Linked DNA regions of Macaca mulatta: region 2 is linked to region 1. A link is a contact called in public Hi-C data. All regions are on one chromosome and are shown on one strand. The core of a region is the stretch at or near the end of the contact, and the rest is flanking DNA. Distances in the headings are between cores, read along the strand shown.

What was found. A called contact is a pair of places that touch in the nucleus more often than the background predicts.
Region 2: a contact with region 1 is called in a Hi-C map of fetal cortical plate, with 2.5 times the contacts expected there. The contact joins the promoter of MAP3K9 here to the promoter of MED6 in region 1. A contact is called at or near these places in 2 of 14 Hi-C or Micro-C datasets (fetal cortex germinal zone and fetal cortical plate).

What each region holds. Positions count from the first base shown.
Region 1 is chr7:143,740,786-143,743,510 of T2T-MMU8v2.0, reverse strand. It overlaps MED6 (mediator complex subunit 6), which reads left to right and starts at 1,349. Exons shown (of 9, transcript XM_077941325.1): 1 at 1,349-1,386. The coding sequence starts at 1,365.
Region 2 is chr7:143,956,874-143,959,598 of T2T-MMU8v2.0, reverse strand. MAP3K9 (mitogen-activated protein kinase kinase kinase 9) reads left to right here and starts at 1,414. Exons shown (of 12, transcript XM_077941331.1): 1 at 1,414-1,473. It overlaps LOC144330357 (a long non-coding RNA gene), which reads right to left and starts at 1,257. Exons shown (of 2, transcript XR_013396426.1): 1 at 1-1,257.

The DNA.
Region 1 (2,725 bases), core at 100-2,599:
CTTCTAGCCTAATCAAAACACAAGGAAACAAAAAACTAGAAAAACAAAAAGCTTTATGTATCACACTTTTTATTGGACACGATACTCCTCCTTTTGGCAATGTCCTCCCACTAGGCTCCCAAACAGGCCCTCCTGAAAATTTCCTTCCTGAAAAATTCTCTCTCAAAACTCTACTCTGTGCATGCACATACTTCTGTTGGGACACCTATTTTATACATACTATCTCAGGCAGAAAATTCCCAAACTGAAATGTACAAGCAATGTACTTTTATTCTACGGAGTTTTAAAAATTTTGAATTCCCTGTCTATGAGGTTCAAAATCCCAATTAAATTTATGGTCTTCCCCTCTTGCTCCTGGGTTGTGGTTAAATTCTTGCGGAGTCTTCACAGTGCCTAAGTTTTGGAGAAGATGTAGGCACCCGCCCACATCCCTCCTTCAGATTTTGGCATCCTCTTCCTAGTATCTACGTGTTGTTTTCATATTTCTGTATCATTTTGCTTTTACAGAGCCACACTGAAGCTTGAGAATCTGAGGCTTTCTGTGGCTTCCCCGTACACAGAATCATTCCCTCTTTGGAGTCCTGCTACCTACTCCAGACTACTTGGAATGCAGACATTCGCTCATTACTGTGGGACCCAGGGGTATTCCCTTTCTCTTAATCTTATTAATATTTCACTTCAGAAGCATTTCCTGTGCTGTGAAATTTTTCTCAGAGGCTTAATTGGTTTAGAGTTTTAATGGATTTGGTCACAGAAAAGCCAATGACTCCCAAATTCTTAAGTCCTGTCCCATCCCAATACCTGAGGCAGGGAGAAAAACATAAATGACCATCGTTCCTAAATCTGATAGCTCAGTGGATACACCCGAGGAGCTTTTAAAATTAAGAGACGCTCCCAAGCGTAACTGTACAGCATCAGAATTTGTTTTCCTGACGATCACAGACGATCAAGACAGAATTATTCCATCAGTGGTGGGCGTGGGGCGGGACTCCACTCGGCCTTCCTGTCCTCTAAAGTCTTCTAATTTTTTCCCCAGTAATCCGTCCTCCCATTCTCCTTTTTTGGCCCATCCCTCTCCTCCCAGTCTTTCCCTGCTGCCCTGCACCAACCTTTCTGCGTCCCGTCCCCCCATCCCCCCACCCCACCTCGCGTTTCCCGCCTCCCCCGCCCCTCCCGCTTTCTGCCCCCTCCCCTCCCACTCGCACCTCCCAGCCCTGCCTCTCTCCCGCCCGCCCCGCCCCGCCCCTTCTTCCGCTCTACGTCCCTCCTCACCCATGCGCACTCTGTTCAACCCGCTGCTTCCGGCGGCCTAGGCTTACGTTTACTTTGCGCCGGAAAGAGAACCTCTGAACGCTTTCTGAATTATGGCGGGGGTGGATATCCGAGGTATAGTCTATTGCTATGTTTTGTCTCTTGATTGTCTATGGACTAGTTTGGGATGTTATAGCTCGCACTTTCAAGGTTTAGGTTCCTTTGTGTGAGGTCTCAAGCTTTTTTGAGTGGTTTTTGTGGACAACGCAAGGCTGTGATCTAGCAAAACGTTGACGAGTTTTTTTTTAAGTTCTTGAAACGTCTCTTGGAAGCGTCGGAGAGAAGGGGTTGGAAGAAGCTCTGGGCCTTGAGCCTTCAGAGCTGGAGTATTGTTCTTCACACGTACCTCTGCGACAACATTAGGGCTATTCTATTGGAGTGAAGGAATGGCCTTTAGGCAGAGGAGGGAGTGGGGTAATGAGCCAACTTGATTTGATTCATCTCTTGGGACTTGGCATGGTGGCTGCCAGATTCTTTAGATCGCGCGCCGCGGGTCCCTGAGCATGAATCCCAAATATTTTCTATTGTAAGGTTTTTTTGTTTTGTTTTGTTTTTTTTTGAGTCGATAATACTTTACATCGAACATGCAGCAATTATTATGGCCAGGAGTCGTATTTTTTTCACAGCTGAACTGTAGAGGTACTCACATACTGAATCAGTCAGTGAATAAATGTATGGAGATGCCCCCGCTTAATTGCTGCTTGATCTTGGGGAGCACGTAGAGTTGTTTTTGTTTGTATATACAGTACTTGATTTTTAAAGGGAAATGTTTGAGATGCCTTTTTTTATATATTAACTGGATTGGGGTCTAACATATTTATTACAAATATTTTCATTTGTAGTTATCCGGTGATCTTCAGCACTTCTGGATCATGATTTTACATACATGTCTTTCATTATAAGTGGGCGTTTCAACTGCCTAATTTCATCACTTGCTGATTGTTAGAATGCTTGGACTATGTCAACATGTTGCCTTGCTACAGAATAAAAAAGAAACATTTAGTCTATCAGACTGTTTTCAAATATTTAGTTTGTAAAATGTTTTACTTATAATTCGGATTTGTTAGGATCATGGCAAAGACTCTAAGAGTGTGTTTGGTATGTTAAAGGAACAGCAAAGAGGCCAGTGTGGCTGGAGGGAAATGAGAGAGGATGTGGTAAGGAGATGAGGTCAGAAAGGTGTTGAAAGCCATGATAAGGTCTTTGGCTTTTCCTCTGAGTAAAACGGAGAGCCATTGGAGGGATTTCCATCATAGGAATGATGTGATCTGATTTTTTTTTTTAAGGACTACATTGGCTGCTGGGAACAGTGTAGGAGGACAAGGGTAGAATTAGGAAAACCAGTTAGGAGGCCTGAAAATGTTATTTCCTGGCCTATTGTGTATTTGGTTATTGCATGATCCAGTTATGATGA
Region 2 (2,725 bases), core at 165-2,664, 220 kb before region 1:
GCCCAAAGTCATGTAGCTGCCTAGTTATCTTTCCAAATTGTCCCACTGTCTTTAGTTTGTGTAATAATAAACCCAAACTAAAATGCAACAAAAGCACTCACCCTTGCTAAATAAATAATGTCTATTCCTACCACTGAAGGGGAAAAGGTAACAAAGCTTGGTAGAGATTGGGCTAGATCTGCACTGGCTTATTTAGAAATTTCAGAGGACTAGGTGAGGTGGTCAAGGCCTGTAATCCTAGCACTTCAGGAGGCCGAGGCAGGTGGATGACTTGAGCCCAGAGTTCGAGAAGAGCCTGGGTGACACAGTGACATCTCTCTACAAAAAATAAACAAAATTAGCCAAGCGTGGTGGCACATGCCTGTACTCCCAGCTACTCGGGAGGGTGAGGTGGGTGGATTGCTTGATCCTGGGATATTGAGGCTGCAATGAGCCAAGATTGCGCCACTGCACTCCAGCCTGGGCAACAAACTGAGACCCTGTCTAAAAAAAAAAAAGAAAGAAAGAAAGATCAGAGAACCTTTCTTACTGGAAGTCAACGTTGCCACGATAGGATTAAAGCAAGAACAAACATTATGGGCCTCCTATCTCGTTCTTAATGTTCAAAATGCAGGGTATAGCAAAAGCATATAGGAAGAGGTCGTCCTGACTCATGAACTCAACATCACTTTCTACGTTTATTCTGCTTTGGTTCTTCTTAATCTGACCTCTGTAGACTTCACCACGATCCAAGGTGTAATTCCAACAGGCAAAAGAAGCCTAAGGATTGTCGAACAGTTGGGTCCCTTCAGACAGACAAAGCCCAATTCATGGCAGCGTTCCCAGCCCCAGGTTGAAGCCCAGTAAGGTGGTCTCTTGCCTTTCTGAATTCTGAAAAAAGAGTGGTATTGGAATCTCTTCTTACCAGAACCCAGGAGAGGGAGAGCTGTGGTGCAGTCTTCCTAAAGGGGAGAACCGTAGTTTTCAGAGTTCTTCTAATGAACATCTCAATGGGCCTAAAGGGCTTCAATAGCAGATGAAAGGTTTCGGGGTGAGAATGGGCGTGGGCGAAGCTGATCCCTTTAGGTTGGACTAAGGCAGAGCCAGATCCAAAAGGGAGAATCCAACTGTAAAATGACCTGGGGAAGAAAGAGCTCTTTTGGGGGTGCAGCCGGATGAAGAACACCAGTGCTGCTCAGTGCAGCCCCTACCCATCCATGGCAAACAAAGGCAGCGGCCTCCTTTCCAGCCTTTTAGTTTGAACGAAGGCTCAGTATTACCTTTTAGGATCCACCCTTCCCTCCTAACGCACCCAATGAGGCCAGCGCCTCTTCCTGCCGGGAGGAGCTGAACTCTCCCCAGGAAACGGACAAGTGCCGCGGGCCAATGGTGGGAGCTGCGGCGGGCCAGTGGGCGGGAGGAGTGGGTCCACCTGGGTTTGAGAACCAGAGAGCCCACAAAGGGGGAGGGCACGATGCGACGGCGGCGCAGTGGGTAAGAGGAACCTGCGAGGCTGCCAGCTAGGCTACCCCAACTACGGCGGAGGAACCGGGGACTGGGCGGCCACAGCCAATGGGAAGGCGGCGGGCGCGGGGCGGGGCGGGCGTGGGGCGGGGCCCCCTTGGGTCCGCAGGGCTGGGGCGGGGCCAGGCCTGCGTCAGGTGGTCCCGGCGAGCTGGCGGTGCGGGGGGCGGGGCACGGCGCGGCGCGGCGCGGAGAGGAGAGCTGCGGCCGGCGGGCGGCGGCGGCGGCACCGGCTGCGCGAGCAGGTACCGGCGGCGGAGGTGACGAGGCCGCCCCCGGGGGGCGAGCGGGCAGGCGGGGACTTGGCCCGCTGCGCCCCTAGGCTGCGCGGAGCGCTCGCGCTCGGCGCTCTTCTAGTACCGCGGCAACAGCGCCGGCGAGCCAGCTCTCCCAGCCCCGCCAGCCCGGGCCCTACCTGCGGCCGCCGTCGTGGGGGGGGGTCCTCCCAGCTCTGCGGAGGCGCATGAACAATAGGCGGCGGCGGCTCCTGCGGGCAGCGGCGGCCCCGCACCCTATGGATCGGCCGCTCCATGGAGCCCTCCAGAGCGCTTCTCGGCTGCCTAGCGAGCGCCGCCGCTGCCGCCCCGCCGGGGGAGGATGGAGCCGGGGCCGGGGCCGAGGAGGAGGAGGAGGAGGAGGAGGAGGCGGCGGCGGCGGGCCCCGGGGAGCTGGGCTGCGACGCGCCGCTGCCCTACTGGACGGCCGTGTTCGAGTACGAGGCGGCGGGCGAGGACGAGCTGACTCTGCGGCTGGGCGACGTGGTGGAGGTGCTGTCCAAGGACTCGCAGGTGTCCGGCGACGAGGGCTGGTGGACTGGGCAGCTGAACCAGCGGGTGGGCATCTTCCCCAGCAACTACGTGACCCCGCGCAGCGCCTTCTCCAGCCGCTGCCAGCCCGGCGGCGAGGACCCCAGCTGCTACCCGCCCATTCAGTGTAAGGCGAAGGCGGGGCCCGGGAGCCGGGCGGGGAAGGGGAATGATAGAGGCCTGGGGGGCGGTCGGGGAACGGGGGAGCCCTGCGCAAGGGCCAGGATGAAGGCGGGGGGATGGGGAGGAAGATTGACCTGGGTGTGGGTGGCGCGCGCTTGGGCTGCCCGGGCTTCGCTTGGTGCGCTGGATAAGCTCGAGACGCCGCAGGCCCTGCCCGCACTTCAGGCGCTTGAGCTTCTTCACCTTCATTTGGCCACCTCAGCAGTGGCTCCCAAATTCCTTATCCTGAAGTC